Linked DNA regions of Mus musculus: all the other regions are linked to region 4. The links are chromatin contacts, called in public HiChIP or PLAC-seq and promoter capture Hi-C maps. All regions are on one chromosome and are shown on one strand. The core of a region is the stretch at or near the end of the contact, and the rest is flanking DNA. Distances in the headings are between cores, read along the strand shown. Region 1 has its middle 16 kb from the start of Gm51701. Region 2 holds the start of Ccr1 (chemokine (C-C motif) receptor 1). Region 3 has its middle 5.6 kb from the start of Ccr1l1. Region 4 has its middle 24 kb from the start of Ccr5.

The links. Promoter capture Hi-C pulls out the DNA fragments that hold promoters and counts their contacts. HiChIP or PLAC-seq counts read pairs in DNA pulled down with a chosen protein or histone mark.
Region 1: a contact with region 4 is called in an H3K27ac HiChIP or PLAC-seq map of microglia, with 8 times the contacts expected there. The contact joins two enhancer-like sites. A contact is called at or near these places in 1 of 39 promoter capture datasets (liver), 1 of 15 datasets of contacts at CTCF or cohesin (CD8 T cells), 6 of 484 Hi-C or Micro-C datasets (the AML12 cell line, ECoMG myeloid progenitors, the STO cell line and 3 more) and 7 of 115 datasets of contacts at active chromatin or transcription factors (CD8 T cells, the HPC-7 cell line, embryonic stem cells and 2 more).
Region 2: a contact with region 4 is called in a promoter capture Hi-C map of macrophages, with 7 read pairs. The contact joins the promoter of Ccr1 here to the enhancer-like site in region 4. A contact is called at or near these places in 9 of 39 promoter capture datasets (the C10 cell line, the HPC-7 cell line, HPC-7-derived erythroid cells and 6 more), 1 of 15 datasets of contacts at CTCF or cohesin (CD8 T cells), 10 of 484 Hi-C or Micro-C datasets (CD8 central memory T cells, LSK cells, bone marrow-derived macrophages and 7 more), 7 of 115 datasets of contacts at active chromatin or transcription factors (CD8 T cells, the HPC-7 cell line, acute myeloid leukemia and 4 more) and 6 of 9 other capture datasets (adipose tissue, bone marrow-derived macrophages, embryonic stem cells and 3 more).
Region 3: an H3K27ac HiChIP or PLAC-seq map of the HPC-7 cell line shows a contact between it and region 4, with 10 times the contacts expected there. The contact joins two enhancer-like sites. A contact is called at or near these places in 2 of 39 promoter capture datasets (the C10 cell line and HPC-7-derived erythroid cells), 1 of 15 datasets of contacts at CTCF or cohesin (CD8 T cells), 8 of 484 Hi-C or Micro-C datasets (CD8 central memory T cells, LSK cells, bone marrow-derived macrophages and 5 more), 6 of 115 datasets of contacts at active chromatin or transcription factors (the 230-238 cell line, CD8 T cells, the HPC-7 cell line and 3 more) and 1 of 9 other capture datasets (bone marrow-derived macrophages).

Annotation. Positions count from the first base shown.
Region 1 is chr9:123,938,146-123,944,552 of GRCm38.p6, forward strand. No RefSeq gene overlaps it. Among named protein-coding and RNA genes, the nearest start is that of Gm51701, 16 kb to the left of the region's middle. Within about 2 kb of position 3,431, at least 117 of the 459 cell types and tissues checked have an H3K27ac peak or open chromatin away from gene starts, as enhancers often do. A contact at or near this core is called in CD8 T cells, the HPC-7 cell line, bone marrow-derived macrophages and 1 more, where this site is marked.
Region 2 is chr9:123,964,184-123,970,377 of GRCm38.p6, forward strand. It overlaps Ccr1 (chemokine (C-C motif) receptor 1), which reads right to left and starts at 4,509. Exons shown (of 2, transcript NM_009912.4): 1 at 4,112-4,509; 2 at 1-375. The coding sequence starts at 308.
Region 3 is chr9:123,989,516-123,995,073 of GRCm38.p6, forward strand. No RefSeq gene overlaps it. Among named protein-coding and RNA genes, the nearest start is that of Ccr1l1, 5.6 kb to the left of the region's middle. Within about 2 kb of position 2,421, at least 33 of the 459 cell types and tissues checked have an H3K27ac peak or open chromatin away from gene starts, as enhancers often do. A contact at or near this core is called in the HPC-7 cell line, bone marrow-derived macrophages and microglia, where this site is marked.
Region 4 is chr9:124,142,201-124,147,991 of GRCm38.p6, forward strand. No RefSeq gene overlaps it. Among named protein-coding and RNA genes, the nearest start is that of Ccr5, 24 kb to the left of the region's middle. Within about 2 kb of position 1,656, at least 67 of the 459 cell types and tissues checked have an H3K27ac peak or open chromatin away from gene starts, as enhancers often do. A contact at or near this core is called in CD8 T cells, the HPC-7 cell line, acute myeloid leukemia and 5 more, where this site is marked.

The sequences.
Region 1 (6,407 bases), core at 2,181-4,680, 200 kb before region 4:
TGTGGTTATGACTTTCAACATATTTCCTGCTTTGCTTGCAAAACATTGACTGCTTACCTCTTTGTGGGAAGCCGTAGCCCCAAAGCTTGCAAGTTTCTTAAAGGTGCATCACTGTCCTTCAGTGTGTTGGGTCTAAGTATGTCAAAGTTAATATGAGTGTATTTTAGAGTAAATGATTATAATGCTGTTAGAGAAATATGAGGTGTGCAGCACCTCACAGCCTTGACTTTTCACCCTCTCAACAAATGAAAGTAGGACTTAGGTATTCACGTAGCCAGGGTGGTCTGGGTTGCATTATATTAGTGGTAATACTCACACTTGACAGAAATGCAGATTCAAATTTGTAAGCTGTTAGAACTGAACGGGGCCCAAGAACTCTAAACCTCATTCTGATGTATACACCTACACACAGAGGCACACACACAGAAGCATGGGCACATATGTTTATAGCTTATGGTTTTGGGGAACCTTTTGATTAGAACATTTATAACAGAAGAACACATCTTTATAACATTACAAATACTGTCCAGGTCTTGAATTGTATAATTTATTAAGTCTCAGCAATGTCCTAATCTGTGTTGAGGTTGATTGTTTATCTGTACTGCTATTTCTTTTTGATGCCTTTCTAGTCTGGGCTAATTATTTTTCTCTTTTAATAAATTCTTTTTGTACAATATATTTTGCTCACATTCTTTCCTCTTCCATAAATCCTCCCAGATCTTCCTCACCTCCCTACCCATCCAACTCCATGTTTTTTTTTTTAAACAAACCTCCAAACAAACAAAAACCAGTAAGTCAAAAAATTACCAAACCAAAACAACCAAGCAAACAGAAAACAAAAAGTGCATAAAAAATATGCAGTCCATTTTTGTGTTAGCCAACTACTCCTGGACATGGAGCCTGCCTTGGAGTGTGGTTGATATACCCAGTGATAGTCCATTAGAGAAAACTAATTTTACCTTTCTCAGAAGCTATCATTTTCAAATAGTTTCTTAGTTGGGGATGGGACTATGTGCCTATTTCTCCTTCTTGGTGGAATTTTCTTTGGTTTGAATTTGTGCATGTTTTGTGTATGGAGTCATAGTCTCTGTGCGTTAGCCCTGTATGTATTAGCCATGTTGTGTCCTTTTAAGCTTGCATATCTACTTCATTTAGGGGTAGTATATCATCAAAATTTTTATCTTCAAAAAGAAATGCAAGGGAGTCTATTCATTGAATTTTTTTGAGTGCCAGATAAGTATTTTTTTCTCTTCCATATTGGACTGATAGCTAGGTAAGACTTCAGATAACATCCTCTTGTAAAAGTGAAGGCTCCCTGGTCATCAAGACTTGGGTACACCTGACAAGTATTTCTCTGTGTAGCCCTGACTATCTATCTGCTATCTATCTACTAACCTATCTACTAATCTATCTACTAATTTATCTATCTACTAATCCATCATCTATCTATCTATCTATCTATCTATCTATCTATCTATCTATCTATCTATCATCTATCTATCTATCTCATCATCTATCTCTTTATCTCTATCTTCATCATCTCTGTCTACTAGAACTTTGTTGGTGTAGTTTCTCACATTCTTAAGAGACAGCATCTTATAGTAAAATCACTGTTCCTCTGCATCTTTCTGATCCCTCTTCTGCAATGATCTCTGAGTCTTAGGGTCAGGAATTGTACTGTAGATGTATCAGTTGATACTGGGCTCCACAACTCTGCATTTTAATTGTTTTTTTTTTTTATTTTCTGTAATGATCTCCTTTTGTTGCAAAAAGAAGTTTCCTTTGTGAGAGGTGAGGACTACACTTGTGTGTAGAAGGACAAATATTTTTAATATTAGGGATTATGCTGGTTTAGTAAGGTTGCAGTTGTAGGTTTTCCTTTGAGATCCATGGCTTCAGCATCCCTGGGTAGTTGGCTAGTTTTTCAGTATCAACTATGACTTCTCTACTGTTATAAAGAGTTATTGGTTATTGTCAACGTGTGTGTGCTAAATTTTCTATTTTTAATGTGTGCTCTCTTTGAATGATATGATGTGATGTGATGTGTTGTGTGTAGGTCAAAGAATAACTGGCAAGAGTCTTTCACCATAGAATTTGAACTTAGGTCATCAGACTTGATGGCTGGGAGGAAACCCTGCTACTAAGGTTGAAGTCTGATGTTACTGGAAAGCCCCGAGCTTGGTGCAAAATGACACTCCCTTTGTCATCAGGGCTTCCTCTTCTCTACCTGGGAGATTCCAGACCCCACATTGACTACCTGAGGAATGTCATGTAATCCTTCACCTGAGACTTCTGGAATGACTCTCCATGTTAACTGAGTCATCTCAGTAGCCTTAGCCTTCAGCCAATGAAATTTGCCCACTTTGGACATTCTCATCCCCTTTCCCTAAAACTATATAACCTTTGGTTCACCCTGAATAAAGTGTAAGTGTATAAGCCCACCCTGAATGAAGGTATATGCACAAGCTAAAATTGTCTCAGAGAGCTGTTTCATTGAAGATCCTCAGAGAAGCCCCCCTACCCTCCACTGATTCCCAGCTGGACTAAGATCCTGCCAATTCCAGACTCCACTTCATCCTTCCAGCCTTGTGTGCAGCAGCATCTGGATACCCTGAGAGGAAGAAAGCAGAGGAAGTGAAGCACAAAGTAAGGTCAAAGTTTATCATGACTGGATGGCTTATCTGAGCTTGGTGAAAAATGGAGAACTTCCTTTACCAGTAGGGCTTCCCCTTCCCTGACTTTGTCTGGGTATCCCCACAGCCTCTACCTTGGGAAGATGAAGTAGTCCCTGGCAGACTTACAAACTCCCCAGCTCCCATAAAAACTTGCCAAGCACATACCTGGGTTTCCTGGAATGCCTCTCCATACAAATGAGGCATTCACAGAACTTTAAACTCTAGCCAGTGATTTTCATTTACCCTAAAAAACTGCCTTCCCACTCTCCAAAGTCCATATATACCCCCTGGTTCACCTCAAATAAGGTGCATGTGTACAAATCTGCCCCGCGTAAAGGTATGCACACAAGCTAAGAGTTGTTTAATTGAAGATTGTCAGAGAAGGCCTTTGTCTAAAAGGCCTGTAACTTTTAAGATCCTAGAACAGCCTCACCCTGTGTCCCACCCCGTCACTCCCAACCAGACTGGGATCCTGTAGAACTCCATCCTTCATTGAAGATCCTCAGAGAAGCTCCCTACCCCCGACTGATGCCCAGCTGGACTAAGATCCTGCCAATTCCAGACTCCACTTCATCCTTCCAGCCTAGTTTGCAGCAGAATATGAACACCCTGAGAGGGAGGAAGTGGAGGATACAAAACCACAGCTGGACCCTGAAACACATACCACTGATGGCAAAGTGCCACACTCTTCAGAATCTGTTCCCTCAGTTTCCTGTCTACATTTTCCATCCTACTTGCTATCTACAGTGTCTGGGGAAAGCAGTTGATGATGCTAGTAATAGTCTAGTTCTGCTTTTGACTGCACTCTGCAAAGCAAGGCATGACGCCTTTTTGGTTCTTGGTTTGGGCTTCTGAAAGAGTGTTGACTTCTTATCCCTCCTCTCCCTTCTCCCCTTCTTTCTCTTTCTTTCATTAAATGTTTTCTTTTGTTGGAGACAAGAGCTCAAGTACAAGTCGCTCAGCTGAGCTTGAGCTAACTATGTAGTTGGGATGATCTGCCTGCCTTTACCTCTGGAGTCCTTTATGACTGACCCTGCCTCCTTAGTATGGCGATTACAGGCCTGTAATACCAAATTTAGTATTTTTTAAAAAAGAATTATATTGTCTTCCATGGTGTTTTTAAATCTTCATTTTTTCAAAGTTTGTTTTATATTAAAGTTTATTTCATGGTAAAATATAAATTGTTAGTTAGTGACAGTCTCTGCTGCTTCTGTGCGTGTGTGTGTGTGGTTTTTTTTTTTTTTTTTGAATCTTGCTCTCCGCTTTGTGTTATTCTTCAAGCATCTGCTGCCAACCTGCCTCTTGCTCTTGGTTGGAGGTTCTGGAACTGTCTATCTTTAGGCATGTTTCCTTGGCTCAGGTCACTCTTGCCTCATAGTCACTTGTGATTTGAAATGAGAAAGGGGATGTTGTTGCCATCCTCTGTGGTTTGCAGAAGCTTACTGAAAATGTTTGCAGTTTTTCTGTTACTGGAAGTAAGTGTTTTACTATAGCCTAGGTATCAAGAAGAGTCTCCAGTAAGGGGATTCTGAGCCCATGAGAAAAGATCCCAAAGCTTGGCTAGTGTGGGTCTCACATATGGCAAAGCATTTCTCATGCTCGAGTGCTTGAGACTACCTGTCCAGAGATGTTGCCAAAGCATACTTGGAACATTCTAGAACCACCTACCTCCTGCCTTTCTGAGCAAGATGGTCCTTAGGACAGCAGTCCTCCATCTTATCTTCTGAAGATCAGTGCCTTGCCTGATCCCAGGTGATTCCTTCTGGTATCTGAATGGTGGTAATTTTCCACAGACCCAGGACACAGACTCATACCTTAATCACTGCTTTTATCTCATTATCATGTGCTAGGGTAAATTTAAAACAGTAAAATTTCCAGTGTACAAATGGAAAGAAAGGCATCTTCCCTTTTCCTTTCTTGGAACATTCCCCTGGGAAGTCAGGAATTCTTCTGTTAGCCCACTGACTTGTCCTTAAATATTCGTAAAAGCTAAGAGGCTTTTTTTGCCATCTGGTATGCTTTCAGGGTTTGGGAGTCATTATCTTTGAAAGGTAAACCCATAAGGAGGTAGGTCCGAATCACCCTGTGACCATGGGAATTTAGCCTAGGTCTCTTGTTCCCGGCTGTCAAAGATGGAAATGATGCTGTGCTGGCTCTGAGCACAGAGGCAAGCATCATGCCTCTGTATTCTTGGAATCTAACAGCCACCTTGTCGACAAGGTCAAATAAGCCTGCAAGATGGTAACTAAGATGTCTATTGCCCCACCAATAGTCAGCCTCACTTAACCTGAGACTAGATGGTGCTTCATGAGTGGGTTCAGCGAAAGACCACAGAACTGCTTGCCCAGTTAAGCTTGGCTCACATGATGAACTTTATAACTGTTAATGATAATAATTAATTGAGCTTTAAACCATTAGCTTTAAGTTGGCTTATTAGGCAATGATTTGAAGCTATGTCTTGTTAAAGAGCACCCTTCCTGTCTTGAGATCATAGAGGGTCATCTATATCCTCACACTTTCACCATTTTGCCTTCATGTTTAAATATATAGTCAATCTGAAATTAATGTGTATTACAAATTCAGACCTAGTAGATATCTGTTAATATTTCCGGTAGTGTTAGATGTGTGAAACATTGTATAATTACCATTAAAATTATTTTTATATAATTAATATAGGAAAGTTGGAGAAATGCAATAAAATAAAATAGAATTTCATCCATTATAAGTCAGCAGGAACCAGTTATAGTGTGAGGTATTTCTGGTCTTTTAGTAAAACAGAAATGAAGCTGTCTGTTTTCCATTTTTATCACTTGGCATTGTATTGTATGAGTTTCTCCACACTTTTTAAACTCTCCAAAAATTTTGATGAATATCCTAGTTCAATATATGAGTATATCATAGCTCATATGTATTGTTGTTAGGCAGTGTTTCTGTCTCCAATGTTCAATATGAATGTTGACAGAACATTTAATATTATTATACAGGTTATATCTCTGACTAGTTCTTTAGAATTATTTCTAGAAGAGATGCTCTTGGTCAAAGGTGTGAGTAAGTTTAAGATATAGAATAAATAGACAGTGTTATTTAGACAATATGCTGAGTTCCTTCCCACTTCTCCCAAGAGCAAGGAGCTATACCACCATCTTTTTTTTTCCTTGATAATATTTATTTATTTGCTTATTGACTGATTGAGAAAGGGTCTTTTGTGCCTTAGCTTGACCTTATATATTTCTGTGTAGAGTTGAGAACACCCCTAAACTTTTGATCATTTTTTCCACCCCCTGAATGCTGAGATAATAAACTTATGCTACTGTACACCAGTTTGTGTTGGTTTTTCATGTTAGGCAAGTGCACTATCAATTGAGCTACTTGTTCCACACCCCTAACTTAGACACTTTTACTGAAATAAGTGAATAATCCAATTTTAGCTGATTTCACTGGATCAGCACAAGATTGCATGCAGATGAGAGTACAGCTAAGAGTAAGAAGAAAGTTCTGGCCAGGTGCACACCTTTAATCCCAGAACATAGGAGTCAGAGGCAGGCAGATCTTAGAGTTAAACCTGGTCTACAGAGTGAGTTCCAGGACAGCCAAGGATACATAGATAAACATTGTCTCAAAAACAAAACAGAAAGAAGGAGAACAAGGAGGAGGAGGAAGAGGAGGGTGAGGAGGAAGAGGAAGAGGAGAAGGAGAAGGAGGAGGAGGGTGAGGAGGAGGAGGAGAAGAAGA
Region 2 (6,194 bases), core at 3,259-5,758, 180 kb before region 4:
TCACCAAAAATCCAGTCGTCTTTCAACTTGTAGTCAATCCAGAAAGGTAAAGTGAAAAGGAAGACCAGATCAGAGACAGCCAGGTTGAACAGGTAGATGCTGGTCATGCTTTGAAGCCTCCTATGCTGCATGAGCACCAGAATCACTAGGACATTGCCCACCACTCCAATGATGAACACTAGAGAATACAGGGGGGGCAGGAGTCCAGCCCCAAAGGCTCTTACAGCAGTCTTTTGGCATGGAGTGGAGTCCCCATAGTCAAATTCTGTAGTTGTGGGGTAGGCTTCTGTGAAATCTGAAATCTCCATCCTTTGCTGAGGAACTGGTCAGGAATAATAGCTTCTGAATTTACTTTTCTGTTAAAGACAGTGAGTCCTGGGCAACAAAGACAAGACAATGATTATATTTCTTTAACAAATAAACTGCGGATTGATACTTAGTGATTACCAAATCCTAGGGATGAAATGGAGGGTAAGGAGTCATTGCATTTTCTACTCACATGGACCTTGTAGACTAAGAGGGGAACAGAACAAATGAGTGTGTGTGTGTGTGTGTGTGTGTGTGTGTGTGTGTAATTCATTCAACTATTTCAAGAGTGATGGATCAAAAGCAAAAGTGATTTTTTTTCACACTGTTCTAAATAAAGATTTCATATCAACTCCAAACAGCCGAGTTTGGACTTAATTTTCAACACCTATTAAATGGGCAAATTGTTCCTATTTAGAAGTGATGAAACAGAGGTACAAATTACCACAGGATACTGCATTGTGGCGCAAGACCTTAGAAGCGATGGCACAGAGCTAAAGATTGCCTAAGGTTACAAAAATGTGGCACAAGACATACAATGAGAGCTGAAGTAGAAATCTATGAGTGTGTTGTTCCATCCCAGCTCTGAAATGATAGGACTCTTCTGCCTCTAATCACAGCACTTGGCTGTGCCACTGTTGTCTCCATAAATGCTCTGGGGAGGAGGGCAGTTGTGGATAAGAATAAAAAGTTCATAGCTATGGAAGGTTATTATTTTTTCTGTTTTTCAAGAGTCTACAAGATTGTACTTTAAGTTGTAATGAAACAATGCATGCTAGTTAATGTAAAAATCATGGTGCTCCAAGATCACTATTCCTGATCAAGAAAATTCCTAGTAGGACAACTATAGCTATAGGTTGAGACACAAGGTACCACGTTGGTTGTTTGGTTTAGGCTGATCCCTATCACATGGCCTTTATATGGAACAGATAGATTTACAGTTAACTCAACTGCCCTAGTAAGCACCATGAGACAGCTAGGAGGAGGACATGACCTGGAGACAGAAATGGAAAATGGGCTCAGGGAGTAAGAGACGCCTGTATCCAACAGGAGACAGCACACAGGAGCTAGATAAAAACTGAGACTCTGCTGAAATGGGCTCTAAGTTACTGTTTATTATTATTATTATTATTATTATTGTTATTATTATTATTATATTATCATCTTAAATCAGGATTGCCTTGAGATAAACAAAAGGTCAATAGATAGCTTGCCATTGTAGGACTACTTTCACACCATGTATGTTTGTACATGAATTATTTCCAGTTAACTTTTTGAAGAATCCCTCAAGAGGGGAAATATGAGCTTTGTTGTAACATAATAGCAGTGTGACCTTAGATAATCAATCTGCTTTTTTAGTCTAAGTTCCCCATCTGGAACAGGGGAGATTAATGAATGCTTACCTTGAAAAGATGCTATGAAGCAATGTGAAAAATAACCCTCTACCCACAGACAGTGACTATCAGAGACCCGGCTGTCACACAGTGGTCCTGTTCTAACACCTGCCATTAGCAGAAGTTCTGACCACAATGTCTGTATTCCTTCTTTCCTTACTGGGTTTCTTCATAGGTAACATAGAAAGTGATTTTTCTTGATTGTCAATGACAGTTCTTCCATGTGAATCATGCTATAAAATCTCTAGAAAGCTTGTCTCACAGAAATGGAAAGTCAAGTAGTGGTTACAGACAGAGTCTTGAATAGAGTTTGGAAGAAGGGTGGAGAGAGTTTGGAAGGAGAGAGGACAATAAACAGGACAGGGCTGAAACTGGACAGCATGACTCTTCTCATGCTCTATAGCACAGCAAGGTGACTATGGTTGATAAGATATATTTGAATATTTCCAAACAGCTAAGGCAGATTTCTGAGGTACCCAGGGTTGACTTCCCATTACTCTGCCCTTGTACTGAAATGTCCCCTGCATATCTTTAAATATGCAGAAGTGGCACATGTGAAATAAAACCTAATTGTAAAATAAAGGAAAATGTTCAGTATGTTGCTATTGATCAGAGTTGTAGTATTTGACTCAAATACCTTTCAGCTAATTATGCTGCACCTGCACCATCAATCTGTGATCACCCTGGGCTTCTGTGCTATCCCTTCTGGGCTCTTTAGTAAATGTTTCCTGATTACAAAGACTGTTCTGGAGCAGTGGTCTTTGAACATTAAGGCACATTGGAAAAGGAGGAAATATTCTGCTGAAGTGTCAAGAGGGGTCCCTTCATTTCCTATCAGCTCTGTTCCTGTGTTTACTCCTCCATGTCTTCCCTGTCAGCTCTCACTGGGGAAACTTGGGTGGCAGTCAGGAATGATTGAGGCAGAGATTTCTACTTCCTGCTGTTCATGCTAGTGCTGAAGAAGGCAGACATTCAGCTTGGCACCCAGGATTCCTAGATAGCTGACAGCTCTAGTACAGAGTCAACTGAAGTTGGGGAGCAATATCATGTGGGGCAAGGTGATCCTCAGGAGCCCAGTTCCTGTGGAACTCTAGCCAAAGTGAAGTCAGGCTGAGTTCAGCACTGTCAGGTGCTGTGTTCCACAGCCACCTGCCTACTGAGAAACCTCAGCGCTATCTGTTCTCTCTAAACTTTCAGGTTGTAGCAGTTGCGGGGCACACCGCTGCTAAGGAGACATGACCTGGGCTGTGATTGGAGGAGAAAGCAAAGGCCCATTTTGCCATTGACCTTCCCAGGCCTGTGAATAGTTTCTTGTAGAAGTCTGCCCCAGGTGCCTTGCACAGTGCTCATGTAGATCCCCATAGCCTGGACTCTACTAGTGTCCTGTAGCCTGCTCATTTGTGAAGTGTCTGGGAAGAGATGATAAGAAGTATCCAGGCCCAAGGGGAAGCCAGATGATTATTGTGGCTCAAAGAGTCAGTTGTGTGCATCTGTTCACTCTGCACACATGTCAACTTGCAAGTTTCTACCATAGATATCAACAAATAGTACCAACCATGGTTTTCGTTTTTAGGGAGAGGCCAGTATTGTTCACTTTCTAGCATTTTACTACTTAGGCCTTCCTCACTGAATAACCCAGTCCTGTCTCTCATGCATCCTAATGCAAGGCCATTGCTACATAATTCCTTCAGTATCCTAGAGCTTCTTGCTATTTGTTGTACAGAGGCAAACTGTCTATGAAAATCTAAGGGTTTCTTGTTCTTTGAAAATTTATAGTTGTCCCTTCTCTCTCCAACTCATGAAATTAAAGCAAAATAGGTATTTGTTAGTGTCAGTCCTACACATCTCTTTTCATCATAAAACCAACATACACCATGTTAGAATACAACAATTGCAGTCTAAAATTCCATCTACTTGCTACTTCTTGAGGGTGAATTTTCTCCTTCTCCAAGACAGTAGTCCCATTTTTGTAATTTTAGTTTTACTCTTAAGAAATTGGTTCAGAATTTTGTCACTCTTGCATTTGCAATGATTTTTCTTACTAACATATAGTCTCTTGTTACCATTTCTTTATATGTTGCATTTTGTTGCTATTTGGCGAAGTTTCATAAAGACAACTATAAAAATAACTTTCCACGAAGGCATTTCTTGTCTCTTTATGCTGGTTTACTCTCTTAATTAATCATCGATAACAAATTCCTCAATATCACTGAGCATCCAGCCTTAATAATACGTCCAGCATTGTCATCATTTCCCAAGTATTAACTGCTTTACAGATGCAACAATGGGCTACATAGGCTCCATCTGGTTCTCAAAGCATTATCCAATGTTGAAGATCCCAGAACTGCACTCATAACTTAAGATTGCCTTTCACAGTACCTGGCGGCATAGAAATGACAAACATCACTTACTGTGTTTCCAGAGTATTTTGTCCACACAGACTTTGTTTCTGGGCCTTTGAGGATCTTTATGAATTCAAGGTTCAAGGTCCCAACCTAGTAGGAAGTTCTTGGCTTCCTGTATGATGATGGAGATTAGACTCTGGTTTTATAGTCTTTCAGAATGACAAGAATGGTGTAAAGTTCTTCTTTTTTATGGTTGGCTGCCTATGAAGCACTACAGTGCTCACCAGTGGCCAATTCCTGGGGTCCAAGTTCACTAAAGTGTTCTGTCTTTCCTCTCTGCTCCAGTTCCAGTAAAGTTCCAGTCTTCTCAGAGGTAGCTCTGCCCTACAAGAATTGTGTAGGGAGGGGTTGGATGGAGTTGAGTTGAACTCTGTGTGTGACAATGAGCTGTTCCTAGGACTCATGGAGCAATTGATGTGTGTGGGCGTGTAAATGTAGGGCTAGTCATAGAGTTCTTGTGGTCAGTGAGGAGCCTCCCCCTTCTAAAGATTGCAAATGGAAAGGTCTAAACCAGAACTCATATCCTGTTCCTCAAAATCATCTGGCTAATGAATGAGGACCTCCAGAGGCATCCCCTCTCTTTGGAGATCTATATCTAAGTTATTTCTATTTGTACTCTAACTGCTCCACATACCTTTCTTCTGCTCCCAAATCCTTTCCCCACCAACCCTCAAGGAATGTTTTTCTCTCATGATATCTGGCACGAGAGAGCACAATACAGGCTGTTTTCCCTTGTTTTTCTGATATGAATGGTGTGTATGCTTTTAATAATCAGCATTAAACAGGCAGAGGCAGGAGGATTTCTGTGAGCTCCAGGACAGCCTGGTCTTCCTAGTGAGTTCCAGGACAGTCAGGACTACATAGTAACCCTTGTCTCAAAAACAAGAAGAAGAACAACAACAACAAAAAACAAATAAAGAAATCATACAAAAAAACCCCATCGACTATTTTCAGGGTAATATGGCTGTAGATTCCCCTTTCCTTCTTGATACTTTTGGTTTATGTATGCACTGGCCAGACATGGTCACATGAGTGCAGAGCCCAACACCTTTCTACACCTCTTTGAGTCTTGGGTCTAATACTGTCCACTTTGGCTAATGGCAGGTGCATGAGGTAGAAGAGAATATGAAGAATATCAGAGGGTCTGGCTCAATAAAAAAGAAGCCAGAAATACATATTGGGAAAAAGACAGCATCTTCAACAAATGATTCTAGTCAAACTGAATGACTGCATGTAGAAAACTGCAAATAGATCCATACTTATCACCCTGTATAAAACTCAACTTCAAATATTTCTAAGACCTCAACATCAGGCCAGATACACTGTGATAGAAATGTGGGAAATAGGTTGAACTCACTGGCACAGGAAAAAACTTTCTGAACAGAAGGTGATAGCACAGGTACTAAGAACAACATGCTGCTGAGTATGTGAGTAAGGGGAACTCTCATCCATTGCTGGTGGAAGGGCAAAAACTTGTACAACCACAGTGAAAATCAGTGTGGTGGTTTCTCAGGAAGCTGGGAATCAGTCTATCTCAAGATTCAACTATTCCACTCTCGGGCATATATCTAAAGAACTCTTCATCATATTATAGAGACACTTGCTCAACCATGTTCATTACTGCTCTATTCATAATAGTCAGAAATAGAAACAACTTAGATGTTCATCAACAAATAAATGGATAAGGAAATGTGATAAATTTACACAATAGAATATTGTACAAATCAGCCATTAAAAATGAAAATTTCAGACAGAAGGAGCTAGAAAAAAATCAGCCTGAGTGAGGTAACACAGGCACACAAAGACAAATATAGTAGGTATTCAGGTAGATGAGAATTTAGCTGTTAAATCATTGATAATCAGGCTATAATCCATATAACCAAAGAGGTTTGTATAGAGTAAGGGAGTATGGGAAAGGGATGGATTACTCTAGGAAGGGGAAATATAATGGACAGGTATGGATGGATGAGGGCTGGGCTGGAATAGGAGGATCAAATGTGGAGGGGGGAGGGAAGAGGGAATTGAGGAGTGATATGGGGATGGACATCAACAGCTAAGGGTTATTTGGGAGGCCATATGGAAACCTAAT
Region 3 (5,558 bases), core at 1,171-3,670, 150 kb before region 4:
CAGTCAGATGATCTGGGGGTAGGAGATGGCCACAGACTCTGAATAGGGTATCAGGTATAGCCAAGTATGAGTGTTTATTAATAATTTATTATTGGGTGGGATACCTAAGGATGGGCCCACTATGCTGTCCAGATAGATAGCCACTTCTAGGGCCTATTCTGAGAATTACTAGGGGCCACTGGAGTCCTGGAGTCAGTTCTGACTCCTGAGTAGTGTGTGTGTGTGTGTGGGGGGGGGGGGCGGGGGTTCATGCATGCAGGAAATGGCACGCCTCCCTTTTGCTGGCGAAAGTGGAACTAAAGTTTCCTGCCTCAGGGGATATTTGATTATATCTATGATGCAGTGGGTATATACTTTGTTCCAAAAATTATATTTATAGGAATTTATCTCCTTTTGTTTGTTTGTTTCTCAAGACAGGCTTTCCCTGTGTAACACCCTGGCTGTCCTGCAAGTTACTCAGCAGATCAGGTTAGACTCAAGCTCACAGAGATCTGTGTGCCTCTGCCTGTGCTGGAATCAAATGCTTGTACCACAACCACCTAGCTTCTAGGGATCTAGCTTACAAATTACAGGTTATAAGGAAGTGATGTTTGCTGGCAGTGTGTAAGCGTTGGGTAATTTTACTGGAAACACTATACAACCTTATATCCAGACGCAAAATAAAATAAAAGGCTAGAAGAGTATACAAACACAGTGGGATTCTTCAGTGGGTTTCTGTGTATGTTCCCTCCTTGAGGTATTTCTGGTATCTCTGGAAGAAAAGTCAGTAAACTGCTAATACTTATGGTTTTTGATGAGTAGAATCTAGTACCTGGGAAAGAGAGAGATAAATAATTATTATTTTGTACTATTTGCTTCTGGAAACAAGTTAACTATTACCTAACTCCAGTTCTTAAAATGTGTTCAAAGGATCCTTGGGGGTTCTCAAAACCAAAGCACCCCAGTTTCCTTCCTATTCCAATTATGCATCTGTATAAAATTAGTTTTTATTCATGAACTTCAGCCAAATCAACATCATAAGAGATCTACTGGAGAAGCAGCAGTGAGAAGCCAGTTGACTTCTACTGTGCCAAGCAGTGTAGAATTTGCAAAAATGCAATTTCTAATTTGCAATGCCATTCTGTTCACTAAAAGTCTTTTATTTTGTGAAATATAATTATTGTCACTTCTGTTACATGTAAGTTTTTGTATTATTTTAAGAGAATTAATATTTTTTCTGACCCTCATTTTTCTCATCTATGACTATTAACAAAATAACCCACAGGCTGGAGATATGGCTCAGCAGTTAAGAGCACTTGTTCTTGCAGAGGACCCAGCGTTAATTCCCCACACCCATATGGTGGCTCATAACTGCCTGTAACTTTACTTTCAAGCTTCTGTGGACTGTTGCATGCATGTGAGCCACAAAATCTCATGTATATGCTCATAATACACATAAAAATAAATTAATAAATTAAAGAAAATAACTCGTATAAAGCACTTAGCATGCACTTTAAATAAAACCCAAATCTAAATCTTGAGGTACCTTTGTCAGTCTTTGGTGGTATTAAGTTGACAGTTTGATATTGGCCAAAGAGTGTACCAAGGTGGCTGGAAGTAAATAAATGGTATTGAGGAGATGACTTAGTGGGTAAGAGCACCTAGATTCTCTGAAACAAGAGGATTTCTGGCTGTTATCCTTGCTTCAGGTTAAATGAGAGAACCAGACTCAAGAGAATAGGCAGAGAGTGAAAAAGCAAGATACCCACATCATTATCTGACCTCTGTGTACACAAGTGCCTTTACTTTCTCTCTCTCTCTCTCTCTCTCTCTCTCTCTCTCTCTCTCTCTCTCTCTCTCTCTCTCTCTCTCTGTTCTTTCTTTTTTGGCCCTCCTAGAGAAAGCCAGTCTTACACTGATTGCAGTACACTCCTACAGAATTCCTCCAGGTACTGCCTATGCCTATGACTAACTCAAGAGTTCTTACAGATGCCAGCCATATGGCTGTGGGTAGTTTTCTTTATCACTTTCTTGAGTCTCATTTTTCCTACAGGGACCATGATAGTTCCTCCTTAGATTTGTTGGGGAAATTAAATGTAGTTTAATACATATGCCTTGCACATAAAGGTGTTCACTGAATGGGAGTTATGCATCTGTTTGTTTCCTCACCCAAAGCCTCAGTGAAACCTGTAAGTATCTGATAAGTGCCTTCTATGTGAAAGCAGCCAAGAAATTCGCATGCTGAAAAGAGGAAGGAGAGAGTATCTCAAGGAAGTGCTCTAGAAATATCTCCTCTTTTTCAGTTCAAGTTAACACTTTGTGGTGCTTCATGCCAAGCTTTAAAACTCTTGATTCTATACTGATCCTTGTACTAGCTAATATGCCATACTTTGGTATATCATGTCATCTGCATTATGTCTTTCTTTCCCAATGTATTATAAACTTCTTTCCATTTGGGCCTATTCCTAATCCTTTATCATGCATTTTCTATAATTCCCAGCATGGAGCAGAATGTATGTATGAAAAAGAGAGAAAGGATGAATGTGTAGGTGAGACAGAGAAAGACAGGGAGAGGCAGAGGGGGAGGGAGAGGGAGGAGAGGGAGAGGGAGAGGGAGGAGAGGGAGGAGAGGGAGGAGAGGGAGGAGAGGGAGGAGAGGGAGGAGAGGGAGGAGAGGGAGGAGAGGGAGGAGAGGGAGGAGAGGGAGGAGAGGGAGGAGAGGGAGGAGAGGGAGGAGAGGGAGGAGAGGGAGGAGAGGGAGGAGAGGGAGGAGAGGGAGAGGGAGAGGGAGAGGGAGAGGGAGAGGGAGAGGGAGAGGGAGAGGGAGAGAGAAGGAGAGGGAGAGGGAGAGGGAGAGGGAGAGGGAGAGAAACTGTAGGAGGAGGAGGGCAGGAACTGAAGTTGATACCTAGAAGGAATGGTGCTTACTAGCTTATTCCCCATGGCTTACTTAGCCTGTTTTCTTATACAACCCAAGATAATCTGCCCAGAGGTAGTATTGTGCACAGTGAGTTGGGCCCTCCCACATCCATTATTAAGACAATACTCCACAGATTGGTCTTCAAGTCAAACTTTTGGAGGTATTGTTTTTTGGTGTTTTTTTGTTTTTTTTTTGTTTTTAATTAAGATTCTCTTTTCTCAGATATGTCTAGGTTTCTGTTAACAAAATTAACCAGCACAAAAACATTCTTCTGAGAAAGAAAGGATACTTTAATCCTTTTATACACTTGGCTGGTTGGCCAGGGCAATGTGCTGAGCCTGAGGCACAGGCAGATGGTGGATGACTTGAGTAAGGTTCAGACCCTTAACAGTAGAGGTATTTTCAAATAAAATCACATTATGTTCTGTGAATTTTGATGTGAGCAAACAGCTGATACCCAGATTGGGCTCTGAAGATGGACCAAAGAAATTATTCTGTTTCCATTCTACTCTAGAGGACCAGAGAGTTGACTGGGTTACTGACTTACAGGAGCGTGGGTAGCTCTTAGGAAGCCACACATCAAAATCCTTTCTTAGCATGGGTGATAACTCACAAAACTTTCTTCCTAGAGTTTTCTTCACACTTAGCCAACAGGCTGGTCAGAGAGTGTTTTCTTCCCAGAAATTGTCACCATGTACTTAAGCCTGAGGAGGGCCCAGTGAAGCGTTTAACTTTTGAGAGATTCCTGAGATTGTAAGTTTTATTTTCTCTCTAAGTTTTATGAACCTCTCTCAAGGAAAGTGTTTCAGTTTGGAGGAAATAGCTAAACAACAGATCAGCACCAGGTTAGATGGGATTAGGAGTATCAAGGACTGGTGTGTCTATGGCCAGGAATAGGTCAAAGATATCTTTTCTGACAAAAGATTTATATAGAAAATATACTAAATCTTCTACAAGACAGTAAAGAAATCTTCAGATACTGTAAAGTTTTTTAATAAGCAAAAGTTTTGATTAGGTTCTACATAAAATTGTATATTCAGGGCTGGTGAGATGGCTCAGTGGGTAAGAGCACCCGACTGCTCTTCCGAAGGTCTGAAGTTCAAATCCCAGCAACCACATGGTGGCTCACAACCACCCGTAATGAGATCTGATGCCCTCTTCTGGTGTGTCTGAAGATAGCTACAGTGTACTTACATATAATAAATAAATAAATAAATAAATAAATCTTTTAAAAAAATTGTATATTCAAATAACCAATGTGTATATGAATAGTACTCAAAATATCATTAGTCATCCAAGAAATACAAAATTAAAATTACATTGAGAAGGTAGTGTGTACCCTGAGAAAGCCCAAGATAGGCTCAAAAATATTTTAATAACTTTATTTACAAAGTCTTGAACTAATGTGCAAAACTAATAATAAAACCACACAAAAGCAAACCCTTATAGTAGACAATATGAAGTGCTGATAAATTTTTGGAGCAACCAGAACTCTTACACATTGTTGGTACATGTATAAATTGATAGAACTACTTAGATAATTGCAAAGCTAAATACATGCCATTTCCATGACCAGGAAAATCTACTCAAGGTAAACAGATGCATACAAACCCAAGATAGGCTCAAAAATATTTTAATAACTTTATTTACAAAGTCTTGAACTAGAAATGTCAAATTCCTATTGCTGTGGCTTGGATATGATTCAGATGTGCCTCTCTTCCATAGTTCTACTTGCTGAAATATAATCTTTATTGTGAGGAATTACTAGAGTAGTAGCAATATGGGTATAATATTTAGAATTGAGGTCATTGGGTGGTTATTAAGAATAGTTAAAAAAATTAAGAAGACCTAATAATTGAATAGTGACTTAGTAAGAGGAAGAGAGGCCAAAAAAGACATAGCTGCAAAAGCACTTTCAAGTGTGAAACCAAACAGGAGCCACATTGTTGTTAAGGAGCCATAATGTTATACATTGCTATTATGCTTCCACACCTTACAAGAATTCGTTTCTATTTCCTAAACCTACTGTATCATGCAAATCATGCACATGGCTGAACTTGTAACCCCATGAAGTGTGCCCACCCCATTGCCTTGCTAAGCTCCTGACACCTGTGCTGACTCCCCTTCCCCAGGATGGATTCTTGTTAGTATCTAACTCACAGGCAGCCTGGAGCCAAGTCCCCCACACTTCTGTCCAGGTGCTAACAGCCAGTGATCTTAACAGCTGTTTTCTATTAACCCAAACCCTTCCCCAGAAGAGGGACCTCAAAACACAGCAAGGGATGCTGCCTGAAATGCAGATTTAGGGAGAGGCAGTTGTCTGGCCAATCTAAATAAAGCTGATTAATCAGATCATTGTGGAAATGTTTTCTTCCTCAAGTCTAACACATGTGAGGTCTTGGATGACCTTTGCACTCTCTGAGCAAGAAAAGACATTAATAATAAAATATATTGTTCTATATTTGTATGATGGAATGCCATGCAGGAAAAATACCACCATCCCATGCATTTTATGAGCTCCTTTATATTAATTAAAGATTATCACCATAGACACCATAATATATGGTGATAGATGTGAACATAGCAGTGACTTCTATGTATACTGATGGAGAAGAAGCACTAGGGATGTTCTGAGGTTCTGGCAATGTCCTGACTGTCA
Region 4 (5,791 bases), core at 406-2,905:
AGAGAAGCATGGTCAGTAGTCACGTAGGCAATGACCCAAGCTTCTGACCTTCAGGCTAAACTCCTCCCCAGTTACCTAGCAACAGTAAAGACCATAAAAGGGGCTGTTAGGCCCCCACCTTGCACTCTTACTTCTTACTCTACTTGTCTCTCTTACTTCTTACCCCTCACTCTCACCTTCTCTCCTCTCTGTCTTCTTTTTTCTTCTCCTCTGTCTTCTGCTCTCCTTTCCTCTCTCCTCTCTCTTACTCTCTTTTTCTCTAGCCTTTCCTCTGTCTCTGTCTCTCTGTCTCGTCTCTCTATCTCTCTCTGTCTCTCTCTGTCTCTCTCTGTCTCTCTCTGTCTCTCTCTGTCTCTCTCTCTCTCTCTCTCTCTCTCTCTCTCTCTCTCTCTCTCTCTCTCCCTTCACTCTTTCTCCCTGCCTTTCTGTAATAAAGCTCTAAAACCATAGAATGTCTCTGCTCATCAAGGCCCACTGTACTTGGAGGATGGGACAGGATTTCTCCTAATGAGCAGTTTCTAATCTCCCATTAGAAGGCCTTCCTGTGCTCCAGTCAAGATCCACAGAACTCACTCTCGCAGGTGTTGGGAACCTCTTCCCTCATCCCTCTCTGGTGGCTTTAGCAAAGTAGCTCTGGGGTTCTCAGGTAGGGCTGCCCCTTGGCCACTTCCTGAAGAGTGGGTCAGAGGCTTGAATGCCCACCCAGGGCTGAGTGGAAAGTGTATGGCAGCTCTCCCACACCTGACAAACCAGAGAATAGGTAAAACTCTGGCAGGGTGTGGGTCTTTTCCTTTCCCCTCTTCCCCGGGCCTCTTTTTTGTTCCCAACAGCACATGACATGGGTAGACAACAAAACATCCACAGCCTTGTGATGGTATAAGAATGACAGGCCACTCAGTTCCTGCCTGCATCTTCCTCAGTGATCTGTTGTAAAAGAATGAAAAACAAAACAAAACAGACAAACAAAACCAAAAGACAAAAAAATACATTTTTCTTTACAGAAAAATGCATTTCTCTTTTTTTTTTGTTCCCATGTCTGTTCTCTTCAGAATGTATGAGACCAGCCTGTGGTTTAGAGAGTCTGGTTTCCTTGAGGCGGAGGTGTTTATTAAGAACCATTCCAGACGGTGTAGCTGAATCCTTTGAGAGGACAAGATGAGGGTCATTGACTCTAGGGTAGATAGGAATGGCTCAAATCATATCCTTGAAGACTCTGAAGCCTGTGAAAGTAATGATGTGCAACCCCTCACAAGTCTCAGAAACTGTCCCTGGAGATATCTGGCAGGGAAGAAGCAGAGCTTTCTAAATGTTCAACATGTTTTAGAATCTAAGACATCCATGTAGGCTGTAGCACAGACTGAGACTCTTTTCCTGTACAATTAGAATAAGTCATAATTTAATTTTATTATAAAAACTTTTGTAAAATGAGAATGTATCTAATTTTTTAATTTTAAAATATTGAAACATAAAACATTTTTATTAGAGGTTATCCAAACCCCATCAATCTTGGGTGTCCAAATAGACATCCAAGAAGAGGAAATAGAGTAAGAAAAATGGGGGCTGGGCAGATGTCTCAATCTCTGATCTTTTTGTTCACATTTTGTGGACAGAATAAAAAGCCAACCTAATGGTCTGGTGGAGAAATAGATACTGTGCCCTCACTGGACACATGACTTCCTCTTTCAGGTTGACGTGTCCCTGTGTGGTTTCTATAGTCTTACAAAACTGTGGCTTTATAAATTTTAGTTTTCATTTCTTATTTTTCAGAGTAAATAAAATTTGTAAGAAATCCAGATTGCCTTTTCTAATTATAAAGGATGCTATGAGAGCTGTTCAGGTGCTCTCTTCAGGACCAATACACTTACCACTCCCTTGGTTACTAGGCATGGAGCTACTGAGACCTGGAACTACCTGTCCAGGCTATAATGCTTCATAGTAAGTGGATGAATATGGAAGCTGATGGAAAGGCTTGGTTCAGAACATTCCTTAATGTGGTTGGACATTTACGGACTGTTCAGCTATATAAATAAGGACATAGAGACTCTGGTATATTTTTAAAGCTTAGGGTTTAACTTGGAGCTACCCCCCAGATCCTCTAACTTGACTATTTTTCCCATGTCCCACAATGACCTGTTGTGCCTCTCCGCTCATGTTCGCATCCATCCACCTCCAAATCATCTCCCTAAATTTCTGCTTCTGCTTTTTTCCCCCATTGTCCCTTTCTCTCTAACAGAAGTCCTACCTTCCACTTCATGCCAAGCTATTGGCCCTCAGATTTTTATTAAAACCAATCAGAGAATCCCTTAGGCAAGTGAGGAAGGACAGAGACACACCTTTACGCGGTGCACTCCAACACCTCAAGGCCATCTTATCTCTACTGTCCCTTATAGTATTAGTTGAACACTGGTTGTTACTACATTATGGCTCCTTCTATGCTACCTGATTCCTCATCCTGTCCCATAGGGAAGTCTCTAACTAACAAGCTTTCCATATACATGCTTCACACCCTCTTGGAGCTCTGGATCCCCAGGAATCTAAATGATCTGATTCTTGGTTTTAGTTTTTTACTTTCACTGAAAATTACAGATGTTGACAGGTGTTAAAATGTTACCACTTGGATTCTGTGGCATTTCCCCCCATGCTTCATCTCTATGTTACCAAAAAGTAGTTCTCCAAAACTCACAACACATGAATATTTATTCATGTAAACTTAAAGAACTAACCCGGCAGAAAACAGATTGTTTCCTAAAAGTAGTTTTGGTACTTTCCCCACTAAGGACCATAGACAATTAGAATAGATGCTATTTGAAAGTTTCACCATTGTGTATTTTTTTTAAAAATATTTATTTATTTATTTATTTATTTATTTATTTATTTATTTATTTATTATATGTAAGTACACTGTAGTGTGACTTCAGACACTCCAGAAGAGAGCATCAGATTTTGTTATGGATGATTGTGAGCCACCATGTGGTTGCTGGGATTTGAACTCAGGACCTTTGGAAGAGCAGTCAACTCTCTTAACCACTGAGCCAGCTCACCAGCCCCTGTATATTCTTTATTTTTATAGACATTTTAAATGTTCTATAATGTAGTTAAAATTAGATGACTAGATAATCTATGAAAACATATTTTTAGAGACAGTTATAAGGAATATATTCAATTATAATAAGTCCAGTCTTATTTTTGAATGTGGGTTTAGAACCTTGATACCAGCACTCACCATCTTGGTATTTCTACATTCTGTCACAGAGCTGAATTTAATGTTTATGTGTCAAGCAACATCTATGGGAAAGAAACCCTCCTCCTGGGTTGATACAAGTTGTGTTGAGGGGGGAGTTTTGTAGACTACTAAGTGATCAATAAGGACACTGAGTTATAGCAGGTTAAGTCTATAAGCCTGAAACTGCCTCAAATATATGAATGAGAATCACAAGACAGAGGTTCTGTGGGTATTCTTTATGCCTCTGTATAATCCCATGTGAAATGTCCCCCTGTAAACTCATTGTGTTGAATTATTGGGGCCAGATGGTGATGGTATTTTGGGAAGTGGTGGAAACCTCTTGGGAGAATGGTTTTACTAGACAAAGGAGGTTACTGTAGGTGTGCTTTTTGAAGGTCTTCCCTTCTTCCGTCTCTTTGTGCTTGCTGTCTACCATGAGGTGAATCACATTCTTTGCCACCATGATATCGTGACCAAGTACATAGGGCCAAGCAGACATGAACTGAACATTCCTGTTATATAACATTCCCTTGGAAAAGGTTATAAGGTGTCTGTTTTATCCAAATAGATCAAAGAAAACAGACCAAGAATATGATTCTACTTAAGCATAGCTTGATAAACCACTGAATTAATTGGGATTACTTACAGGAACATGATTAAGAGTTACTTACAAAAACTTGGGTGACTCAAGCAGTCACATCACTGAAAACACCACACCATCATGGGTGTTAAGAGTTACCTAACGAACTTCCTGAACAACTTGCAGGCAGCTCCACCAAAGACTCTCCTCTTTTCCAGAAAATGTATGCTATTTATGCTTCCTCAGGGAAGAAACACCAGTTTCATGGGCTTCTGAATATATGTTTCTTGTGAGTTTCATGATTCTTGTGCCTCTCCCAAATGTTTCAATATGCAGAAAGTAGCAATATCTTTGAAACCATAAACTAAAATAAAGAATTTCTTCATTCTGTTTTATGACTATTTCCTTCATGAAAACCACATGCAAACAACTGTGGTGGGAGGGAAACTCTGACTATCCCAGTTACAAAGAAAAGAGATCTGACTGGTTTCTGTAAGCTGTATAGAAAGCTGCAGTGTTGCAGCTTTTATGAGTCATACAGCTACTTTTGAGTCATCCCTAATTCTTTTAAGTAACTTCTCACCCATATTCCTGTTAGTAACCCCAATTAAAAATGTTGGTTTCTCAAATTGTACATTGATGCAATTTTTACTTTAGTATGTAATAGATCTCTTTTCTGGGGTAAATTTGTGTCATGTCTCCCTAGGTAAATTATCCCAAATAACACTTCAATGTTTTTGAAAAGGTGACTATATGCTTTGTTAAGAAATATATTACCAAGATGCCAGAAAATTTTACTAGAGGCTACCTATTCTGTCAGAAACATTCAGTAGGAAGACATGACGAGGTCTATTTAGCTCATAGTTTTTGGAGGTTTAAGGGTACGGCTTCACACCAACTCAGCTCTGATGAAGACCTCAAGGTATCATTTTATAACAGGAGAATGAGGAAAACTATAAAGTCACATAGTGAGAGAAGAAACCAGAAATCCAAGGAGTTGCCATTCTTGTTTATTTATATTCACTCAGTCTTACATGAACTTACTAAGATCTTGTGTGGACTGCATCAGTGCCTTTCTAGTGAACGCTCACTCTCTTCTTCCAATATTGCTTCACTAAAACAAAGCTTCAAACACATGAAATTTCGTAAAACACAGTCTGTATCCAAATCACAGTAAGGATGCTTACAAAATCAGTGAAAGGTGGTCACTACAGTCTATGTCCAATATTGCAAAGGGTGGAGTAGGAGCTGAAATCAATCTGTTGAAGAAGTGGACTGTGTATCCTTTGCTTTTAAAATTGAGTCAATATTATATTACAGAATATTTCTGTTTATTCTAAGCAGTTATTAATAAAATTATGACCTAGTGTGTGCTTTCAGTACCCTAAATATAAGAATTTTGCAGGAAAGAATGAGGCAACTGCTGTTTTTAATTGGACTGATCCTTTGCTGATTTTTTTCTTTTTTATTAATTATTGTATTTGTTTAGATTTCAAATGATGGGGCTGGAGAGATGGCTCAGCGATTAAGAGCACTGACTGCTCTTCCGAAGGTCCTGAGTTCAAATCCCAGCAACCACATGGTGGCTCACAGCCATCTATAATGGGATCTGACTCCCTCTTATGGAGTGTCTGAAGACAGCTACAGTGTACTTATATATAATCAATAAATAAATCTTTAAAAAAAAAAGATTTCAAATGATATCCCCCTTATTGGTTACCCCTCCACAAACACTCCATCCCATCCCATTCCCTCTCTTCCCCATCTCCTTTGCCTCTATGAGGGTCCTCCTCCACCCACCCACCCACCCACTCCCTCCTCATTGCTCTAGCATTCTCTTATGCTAGGGCATCAAGCCTCCACAGGACCAGTTGATGTCAGAAAAGACCATCCTCTGCTACATGTGTATCTGGAGCCCTGGATACTCTGGTTGCTGGTTAGTCTCTGGGAGCTCTGGGTGGTCCCGTTAGTTGATATTGTTCTTCTTA